Regions from separate parts of the Mus musculus genome. Here region 2 is linked to region 1. Evidence: chromatin contacts called from public Hi-C data. All regions are on one chromosome and are shown on one strand. The core of a region is the stretch at or near the end of the contact, and the rest is flanking DNA. Distances in the headings are between cores, read along the strand shown.

Region 1 (5,246 bases), core at 1,587-4,086:
CAGCTCTGTCCCACACAGCCTGTGGGTCAGAGCATTACTGGTCCACCATCCAGGCAGAATAAATAGTCAAGGGCCCTAAGTAAATACCATACTCAGCTCCACGCCAATTCTCCGTCCCGTGTCAACACCACACAGAAACTGGTAGAGCCTGAACTCAGGACAACGATCTCCAACAGCTGGATGCGCCTACTTTGGGAAGCCCTGACCCGCCCGCCCCTCCCGTTCTTGGGTCCAACTTTTCCCTGCATTCTTTATTTCTTTTTTTTTTTAAGATTTATTTATTTACTATATGTAAGTACATTGTAGCTGTCTTCAGACACTCCAGAAGAGGGAGTCAGATCTCATTACAGATGGTTGTGAGCCACCATGTGGTTGCTGGGATTTGAACTCTGGACCTTTGGAAGAGCAGTCGGGTGCTCTTACCCACTGAGCCATCTCACCAGCCCCGCATTCTTTATTTCTTGGTGCTGTTTCTGGGGCAAACTCTGGGCAAAGCGTTCTTACTCGGTCCTTTCTAGAAGCCTGTGGGATCCATCCCACAAAGTTGTTCTGATGTACTGCTGAGAAATAACGTCTCAGGGAGGTGACCAAAAGTCACACAAAGGACCAAGAGCATGGAGTCCTTCCAACGTTGAGTGCTCACCCATGATACCTGACCACAGCTTCTAGCCCAGCCACTTCCGGTTTTCCAGTACCACCCAGAGTCAAGTGCGAGCGGCCATCTCTCTCTCTGTTGGCCCATAATGGCAGCTTTTCCTAGTCCCAGGGGTATGGGGAGGACACAACAATGTGAAGTGAAGAACCCGGTCCTTCTCAGTCCAAACAAGAAAAACACGCCAAGGAAGCAATCTTAGGATTCTGCTTCCTTGTTCACATCCGAAGTCCCACAAGCCAGCACACAGGACAGCTCTCAGACCTGCACAGTGCTATCCACTCAATACAGCAGGGATGTAAGGTGCTGCCCCCCTGCCAATGCCCAGCACCTCGCACTTCCCAGGCCAGCCTTCTCTGTCTGGCCTAGCCACCTTCCCTACAGGGGACCTTGGCGCTTCCTGCAAGCTCCCATTCTGAGTCATCTTTGTTTGTGTTGGAGCCACAGAAGGTGAAGCCACCCTGCACCCCACCCTCCTCCGGCACCGCTCGCTCCCAGACTCCAGTGCATGCATCCAGCAGGTGCTCCATAGGTGCAAAGTTTAATGCTAAAGCCAGAAAACACACACTGGTAGGCAGGAAGAAGAAGTTGTTAAGCTAAGATTTCGCAAGAGGCCGGAGGGCCTGTCAGCTTACTGACTCCAACTTACAGGAGGGCTCCACCCTGGACCTCTCTGCAATACTAAGGAAACTGCCAAGGTTAGGCAGATGAACTTGGCAGGGCTGTGACTAGGGATACAGACACAGGCAGGAAGAAGATGGGGTGGGTGGGAATGGGTGAGTCCATCTGCTGTGGTTTGGATCTGAAATACCCTCCCCAAACACACGAACACATACACACACACACACACACACACACACACACACACACACACAAAACCATGTGTTTCCAAAGCGCTCAGGGCACTAGTTGGGGAAGCCGTAAGGACCTTCCAGACGTAAGGCCTTCTGTCAGAAGTAGGTCACTGGGGCTCGTGAATGATATAACTCACCTCTGCTTCCTGGTGGCCTGCCATACATAGCCCCCACCCTGAGCTCCTACAGCCATACATGAGGCCGGTCCACCAAGCCTACTCTGCGGAGCTGAGCTAAAGAGCCCCCGACTGTGACCCCCAGATACCCTTCTCGTCCCTTAAACGGTGTTTTTACCACTGTGAGGGACAAAGAGACTAACAAGACAGCCTCACGCTTTATTCTTGAGAGAGATGAGCCTTTGCCAACACCTGGGCAAGAGCGACAACGGGCCCGCCCACTGCCTCTCTGCCCTGTGATGCCAACTTTGCCATCTCAAGATGCAAAGGACCACGGCGCCCTCTCCTACACTGAGTACCTCCAGGGACCTCCATCAGAGAAAAGAGCACAGCAGTCAGCTGGCAGAGCAAGCAGAATAAATCTTTCCTTCCTGGATCTTAACTGCACGGGCACACATGATACACTGATGGTGGACACCCCAATCCTCCCATGTCCCCCAAAAGAGGGAGACTAAGGTTGTCCCCCTCTGCCAAGGGTGTTCCGCATCAAGCCCATACCTAGGGCACATGGCTTCACCCACCTCCTCAATTCATCAAGTACCCCATTTGTAGACAAGAGAGGCCAGAGTGCTCACAGGACCACAAAAAGACCTGCCTAGGTCCCCAGGTGACCATCAAGCCATGCTGTCTGTCACCACACTCCCCAGCCCCATTTGGCACACAGACAGAGATGAACAGAGACCTCTCAAAGGCTGTATAGCTCAACTGGTAAAAGGCCTTGCCTGGCAAGTATGGAGCCCTGTACTCTATCCCAAACAGAAATTTGGTGTGGTAGCAACACTCTGGTAAGTCCAGCCTGGGGGCCGGGGGGTGGGGGTGGGGGTGGGAGATGTGTAGAGGCAGGAGGATCAAAAGTTCTCCTTGGCTATACAGTGAGTCCAAGGCCAACCAGGGCTACATAAGACTGCCTTAAAAAGTAAAATAAAATAGAAGGAAACCTCTCAGAACCCAAGAAGGCCCTGCTGTGCCAGGGCCTGCGCGTGTCAGATGGGTGTTTTTGCCCTTCTGTCTAATGCCTGGCATGTCCCGTTCACTTCAGCCCTCTATGCAGAAGATTTGGCCCAAAATGAGGCCGAAGAAGAGGAAAAGGCCTGGCCAGCCACCACAAACCCCAGCTGAGCTTTTCCTAATGCAAGAACAACGGCCTCTTTCAAGAGGGGCCCTTTTGTTCCGGTTCTCGGGGAGGAGACAGACTCTAACCCGGGGACAGCTTGGCTACACAGCTTCAGCCAAACATATCCCGGGGAAAGACATTACCCTCCCAAACCTACTACACGAACCTGAGGAACACCGCGCCACCGGTGCGGCGCGGGCGACATAAAAGTAAAACCATTCACTCTACGTCAAGGCCCGATGACAGTGCCATCCACCCTGCAGAGAACAGGGAACACAAGGCCAGCGGAGGTTTACATGAATGAGCAATCGGCCAGGCTTCCCAGTGACCCAGAAAGCGAACGCAGGCAACATACACCACAAAGACAAGTCAGCCCAGACTTCCCAAGAGCAGTGCTGGTAAATGGGAGAGGTCCTTTCATCAACCATTAAAAGAAAAACCAGGGCAGCAGATGAGGCTAGCTCTGTCAGAAAAACTCTCACCAATGGCCTGAGTACCACCCCAAGAATCCAAGAGAACTGAGCTCGCACACTCCCACATACACACAATACTGAATTTAATGTGGTTTGAAAGGGACACCAGCTGCATGCTACATGATAAGGAGGGAACCTGGAAACGTCACGCTATGTGGTATACACCGGACGCGGTGGGTTCTGTTAGTCTCCCGGTCTGACCCAGGTACCTCCAAACCACCAGTTCCGAGAGCAGTGCTCTCAAGGTAAGCTGGGGAATGTTTAGTACGAGTGATGCTGAGGAGGATAAAAAAGTGAGAGTGGGATATGGAGAGTGGAGACAAGCCACAGCACACCGGAGAGAAAGACCACACCCCCGGAACCCTGACTGCACCTGACGCCCTCCCCAGAATGCTTACAGCTATGATCGGCATTCTGGTATGTACGTCACCACAATGAGAAGCAAATAAAAATGCACACACCTGCAATGTCAGCACCTTTAATCTCAGAGGCAGAGGCAGGCAGCTCTCTCTGAGTACAAGGCCACCCTAGGATACGTATCAAGTTCCTGGACAGCCAGGGCTACAGACTGAGACTCTGCCTCAGAAATAAATATTGGGGGGCTGGAGGGATGCCTCAATGGTTAAGAGCACTGGCTGCTCTTTCCAAAGGTCATGAGTTCAATTCCCAGCAACCACATGGTAGCTCACAACCATCTATAATTGGATCTGACACCCTCTTCTGGTCTGTCAAGGGCAGCATGCTCATAGACATAAAATAAATAAATCTTTAAAATAAATTAAATAAATAAATGTTGAACTGACTTTTAATATGGAAACAGGAATGAGTGGGTGAGTGACAGGGTGGGCGTAGAGCCCTCCCCTCCCTCCTGGTCAAGCTACCTGGGATCTGATAGAGGCTTGGGTGGGGGTGGTACTTGGGTCACTCTCTTCCAGGATCTCTAACTAGACACCAGATCAGGTCTAAGCCGCCTCTGGAGGCCCCTAGAGCATACCTCCAGGTCATGAGGTCAGAAAGCAACTTCTAGAACAGCCCGAGCTAGGCTCAGACAGCTTGTACATGTACCCCACTCAAGCCCTGCTCACTACAACAGAAGGTGCTGGCTCTACAGCCTCCTTTTCTGCACCCAGACTCCCACTTCCAACCCCCTGCAAGGCCATCGAACAGAGGGAGACAGAGGCAAGATCATGCCAAGCCTAATGGCCTTAGATCCATCCCTGGGACCTACCCGGCAGAAGACGGAATAGACTCCCAAAGGTCTTCCTCTTTACCTCCGATCTTCATACATACACTGTGGCGTACACAGGCTCAGAGAGAGAGATGAACACACACACAGAGAAGAGTATATACTTTTAAAAGGCCATCCTACTGGGCGGTGATGGCGCATGCCTTTAATCACAGCACTCATGAGGCAGAGGCAGGCAGATCTCTGAGTTCCAGGCCAGCCCACCTGGTCTATAGAGTAACTTCCAGAACAGCCAGGGCTACACAGAGAACCACTTGAAAAGATGGATGGATGGATAGATAGATAGATAGATAGATAGATAGATAGATAGATAGATAGATCATCCTAGCAAGTTACAGGCCTATACCTGCAACAGGCCCCTGGAACTTTGGTCCTGCAGTCGTCTGGTCCTTGAAAGGTCAGTGCTCACCTGAGTCAGAAGAGAGAGACAGCTGTTGGGCAACTCAGCAGCTGGGGCCCTTTATATGTCTCCGGCAGCAAAGGCCCAGGCACCTAGTCCTCCCTGCTAGTTTGATGTGTTCGGAGACCCCAGAGGGAGGGATGCATTACAATCAAATGTGCAGGGAGCTCGCTGGCTTCCCCTGACTCTGCCTGGCTAGAACAGATTCAATAGGACAGCCAATCTTCCCCAGCAGCACAAAACCCAACCCAGAGTCAAACCAAGGTGTTCAAACACAAACCCCACTGCCCTGCTGAGTTTTCTGGACACAACTGGTGGTGGTGGTTTTGGT
Region 2 (5,246 bases), core at 1,114-3,613, 95 kb before region 1:
AAGCATAAGCATGGATCAGTGATAGGGGAAGAAGGCAAGACAGGCCTCAAGCCATCCATCCACACTGCCTCTAAGGGAGTCCCACCATCCCAGAGAAGCATCAGGGAAGCACATAGGCCATCGAGCCCTGCTAGGGTCTTCAATACCCCACATCCAAAATGCCAGAGGTCGGGGCAATCCGTGAAGACTGAAGACGTGCGGCAAGCTAAGACAAACGGCAACCTCCCACAGACCCCCATCATCGCACACACACATACACTGTTTCAGGAGCTCCAAGAGTGGAATGTCACAATGACTTTAGGGAGGAGGTGGCAGGGCCATCCATAGGGCACCCAGGTCTTGTGACCTTCCCACAGCTAAGAGTGAATGAATGTGTATACGATGCTATGCTGAAACAGGGAGGTGCGATTTAAAGTTCACAGCCTGGGTGAATATTTTCCCAGACACTTAGGCTTCTGATTTTTTTTTTTTCTTTTCCAACTGACAAGTACTGGCAGTGAGGGGAGCTGATGGCTAGACTGCCATCAGCCTGAAGTAAAGTGAATGACCAATGGAGGTTGGTTCAACAAGTATCCACTGAGCATCTAGCATATTCTAGGGGTTGTGGTGGGTATTGCATAAAACCGGAGTCCAGTGGGGTGAACAGACAACAAACAGAATATGGAGAATGAGGGGGGGGCAGTTGAGACGAGGATGGTGTATTGAATGGGGTATGGTGATGGGGCCATAGCATCAACTCAAAGCTAATGCAAAGGTCTGGGGACAGCGAGCGAGAGAGCTGAGGGAAGAGGTCAGGCAGAGATTAGGTAGCAGGTAGCACTTCTGGGGCCTAGGGACCACATCCCCATGAAGAAGGTGCGGCAGGAAATTCTAGCAGCATCACCGAAGCCACCAAGAACAGAGACAGGAGGACAGTGTTGGTGGGAGGTGGCTGGCCGCCGCAAGCCCTTCACACCAGTGTGCTGCTCCTCACTCCCCAGCAAGAGAAAGACCTGCAGACCCGTGTCCACCTGTGTAAGCCGCCCCTGTGCACAGAGGTTGCTGCGGGCAACCCCCACCCTACAACCTGGCCTGGCTGTTGCTGAAGCTGTGAGCAAAGCTTTCTGGGAAAGGGCCGGGGATAAATAAATAAGCACCCGTTGTTTTTTAAAAGCCAGACCGATCGCTTTTCCGCTGTCTGACTCAGCACTTGGCCCAAAGCAGTCTTCGGAGCCATTAAGACCTGTGTTTGAATCCCTTTACTGTGTGTCATTAAGACAGTTACAGCGCCTCTCTGAACCTGGTTCCTCTGACAGTAATTTCATAAACAGAACTGTGGAGAATATTCCAGGGGATCTAACTTGCCAAGGGCGTACTTAGCTCAGCATCTGGAACATACTGAAGAGACTGATGGAACGACTATAGTTTTTATCTCCAGCATCCTCTTCCCCAAACTCCAAAGCGCAAGTGAAGAAGTGCTCCTCCAGACACCTGCCTAAGCCGGACATCCCGAGGCTCACCTGCCATGCCAGCACTCAGAAGGCTGAGCATGCGAGGCCAGCCTGGGCTATCCAACAAGTTTGTGTGTCCAAAGCCGAAGGAGTACCCAGCACTCACGGGGGACAAGGAATACCTAAGCCAGGCTGAAGAGGGTTTAGGGGGACAGGATGATCAATTCTACTATGGAATCTAGGGACACACGGGGCTACTGGGAAACCAAGATGACTGACCAAGATAGTAACACAGAAGTACTGGGTCCCCAGGTCAGGGTCATGTTGGTACTAGTGTACCAACTAGTTGGCACTAGTGTAGAACACTACAGACGGGCAAAGTGGTATGGCACAAAGGATACTGTTCTTCTCTGCATACAAGGTTCCTCTGTGGTCACTGCAGTTGTTAAGCTACACTGACAACAGCCTCTACACCCAGAGAGTCCTCACTGGGACAGAAAATTCGAAGACATGTAGGGGCAGATGTGTCACACCCACTGAGACCATGCTGCCCACAGCAATGGTGACACAGGAGCCAGAGTCACCAGCAGACAAGAGGTGAATCAGAAAGTAGGACAACCAAGACTTCTACCACCAAGGGAGAATGGGAAATATAGCTCTCCGGCACAACTAAGAGAGATTACAGGCTTTCTAGAATCAGGCTCACAGCGCGAGGTTCCAGGGTACCCCTGGTGGAATCAGACAGGCAGCTATCACATCCTGGGTCTGTACCGAGCCAGACGGGAAGCTGTGGGCTGCAGGGGGTGGACAGGGCTGATGGGAGGGAGGCAGGGCATACTTGCTGGGGTGACTTGGAACCAGCTCACCCCAAAGGGCTGTCCCTCATGGTGGTACCATCCACCAGCTCTCCTGGAGCTGCACACTAATGGGTGGATGTCACTGTATGTAAATGACAACTCACACTTGACTAACAAATGCAAGCGTGGGAAGGTGAGGGACAGAATCTAAGCATGTGGATAAAATTAAATCAAGATCACTCAGGAACCAAGCCTGAAGGTTCAAACCTATAAACTCAGGGGGACTGAGGCAAGGTTACCAATTCAAGACCTGCAGGGACTGCAGGGAGGGTCCAAGGCCAGCCTGGGCAGGTGAGGTAGAGCCATGATATAAAATGTAAGAGGGCCAGAGATGCAACACAGCAGAAGACTGTTTGGCTATCAGGTTCGAGAATCTAGGTTCATTTCTCTCTCTCTCTCTCTCTCTCTCTCTCTCTCTCTCTCTCTCACACACACACACACACACACACACACACACACAAAATATTCATTAATACTCCAATATATTTCTTTCATTTAAATTTTGACTGTATGTAACTCTGATCTGAATACTGGGTACACAAATGTATGCTGTGCTGTGTACATGTGCCATGCAGAGGTATACAGAAGCCAGGGGACATTGAATGCCCCGTGATACAGTTATCGATTTTTGGTCACCCTCTTGAGTTAGGGTCTCACTAAACCTGCAGCTAGCCTGCTTCTGTCTAGTCTGATTTGGCTTCTGCGCTATGGGCCTCAACCTGTCTCTTCTGAGACACTGGAGTCACAGATGTGTATTGCCATGCCTGGCCTTTACATGAATGCTGGGGATTCGAACCTGTGTCTTTATGCTTGTAAAACAAGGTCTCTTACACTGCACCCATCTCTCAGGCTCTCCTGACTATTCTTAACTGGAACTTGTATTACTCTTTATCTACTGTGCACATATGTGTATGTACACACACACACACACACACACACACACACACACACACACACACAGTTTATATGTTGCAATCCACTTGTGGGAGTCAGTTCTCTCCTTCCACCCAGGGATCACGCTCAGGTCGTCAAGCCTGCTGCCTTTATGTCAGGCTTGCTGACTTTACCCTGTGAGTCATCTCAACGGCCCTAAACTTTTTTTTCCCTGAGTCCCAAATCAAAGAATGTGCTTGCGCTGTACCTACGAGCATCCACTCGGGAGTTTCTCTCTGCTCCCGCCGGTCTGCTTTGCATGAGCGATAAACAACTCCGAGGTGAACATCCCTGTGAAGCCTGTTTTTCTAGCCTATATTTAGGATTATTTCTTTAGGCCAGATTCCCAGAAATGGAATTACTGGGACAAAGGGTTAGAGCGTGTTTTCTGCTGTTGCCAAATTACTCTCATTAGAGAGATATTAAGGAGTCCTGGGAGCCCTGGCCAGGAATGAGGGACCCACTGCTGCCTCAGCTGGGCGCTACTTTCTGGCCACGTTCTAACAAGATGGCTTTGGCACTAGGGTTTCTGAACTAAGCACCATGTTGGGTCAGCATGTGTTGGGTACTAAGGATACAGACATCCAGCACCCAAGGTCCTGGCTCTTGGGGTACAGCCTTCTGGGACACTATGAGTTGTGCATTGGGGACACTGCCTTCTCATGGGAGGTGGGGACAAATCTCAGAGCCGTGGCGGTGTTCTGCTATGGAACTAATATGGGCTCGTGTAAGAGGGCCTGCTATTAAAAAAAAAAAAAAAAACCCGCCCTCTAGAATTCTGTGATAAGCCTGGCTCAAACGCATCCAAGACCTAAATGGGAGACAGAGCAGGTGGCTGGGGGGGTCCCTCGCCAGTGTTCCCCCTTCCCAAACCCCAAGACCTTCAGAGCTAATGTTTCCATTAATTATCTGCTTTCACAGGCTTCTCATCCAGTGGGGTGCTCATCCAACATCCTTCACCATCCTGTCTTTCAGAGATCAGCTCTGCCGCCCGCCCCAGCCAATCGCCGGTTTCCATGGTGATGAGCACATGACTCATGAGTCTTCAGCCCCCAGGACGAGGCTCTAGGCTGACTCAAGACATACATTCCAGTGGGATGGGGGGCTCCCACACCCCAAAAGGAAAAGCCTATCTGGAAAGTCCCTCTCTCTATCAGCCACTCCAGACTGGAGCCGCCGCTAAGTGCCGCAGCAGAAGCCTCATAGAGGCCTGGGTTGTAAGCAGCAGGCTGGTTGTCACTCCGGCAGCTGAGTGGAACTTGAGTCATCCCAGTCGCAGAGCAGGGTCCTTTGGCGCCATCGTGCTGGCACCTGGCACAGCAGTAGGATGCTCTGGTCTGGTCTCCAGGAGCGATGGATGGATGATGCCACATGATCTGACAGGAAGCCCCTTCCAGCGCAGGACAGTACCACATCTGTGTTCTCAATGGTCGTTCTGCCAGGGACTAGTACCCATCATGCCAAGAAGCCAACACCTGACGGGGAAACGCCCTCACCTGCCCATCACATTCTACCTGTGTGAATCTGCCTATTCAGAACACTGCTACACAGGCTCAGAGTGGAGGCCCTGCCTCACCTCTGTTGGTGGCTGAATGTGCCCCACTGTGTAGACCATCTACATGCTCTACCTACTCATGGCCACTTGGACCTCCTATTCTCCCATCATTGTGAAAAGCCTTTGTCCTATTATCTTTCCAATGGGGTGACAGGAAGATACCCACGTCACAAACACAGTCGCCACTCATCGGATCCCACTCTATCAGACCTTATGCCCAAAGCTCCACCCACCCCACCAAAACCCACCCACCACAAGCCCCACCCTCACCAAGCATATCCCCCCAACACACACCCCACACACTCTAGTTCCATAGACCACTCTAGCCCCAGCTCAGGGCTTGACTTCACTCAACCACACTGCAAGCAAGGGAGCTGTAGTCACCCTGAGGAAATGGAGAGAGAGGATATGACGGGTCACAGGCTTCTTCCTGCTTCCCACCATGACCCAATCTCACAACCACAAACAGAG

Evidence for each region. A called contact is a pair of places that touch in the nucleus more often than the background predicts.
Region 2: a Hi-C map of cerebral cortex shows a contact between it and region 1, with 2.3 times the contacts expected there. The contact joins two enhancer-like sites. A contact is called at or near these places in 1 of 15 datasets of contacts at CTCF or cohesin (pro-B cells), 14 of 484 Hi-C or Micro-C datasets (adipose-derived mesenchymal stem cells, bone marrow-derived macrophages, cardiac endothelial cells and 7 more) and 19 of 115 datasets of contacts at active chromatin or transcription factors (CD8 T cells, the HPC-7 cell line, the NIH/3T3 cell line and 15 more).

Annotation. Positions count from the first base shown.
Region 1 is chr8:117,276,606-117,281,851 of GRCm38.p6, reverse strand. All of the region lies in intron 1 of Cmip (c-Maf inducing protein), which reads right to left. Among named protein-coding and RNA genes, the nearest start is that of Cmip, 22 kb to the right of the region's middle. Within about 2 kb of position 2,836, at least 181 of the 459 cell types and tissues checked have an H3K27ac peak or open chromatin away from gene starts, as enhancers often do. A contact at or near this core is called in cerebral cortex, embryonic fibroblasts and pancreatic cancer cells, where this site is marked.
Region 2 is chr8:117,371,393-117,376,638 of GRCm38.p6, reverse strand. The region is part of intron 1 of Cmip (c-Maf inducing protein); the gene reads right to left. Among named protein-coding and RNA genes, the nearest start is that of Gm39260, 49 kb to the left of the region's middle. Within about 2 kb of position 2,363, at least 56 of the 459 cell types and tissues checked have an H3K27ac peak or open chromatin away from gene starts, as enhancers often do. A contact at or near this core is called in cerebral cortex, embryonic fibroblasts and pancreatic cancer cells, where this site is marked.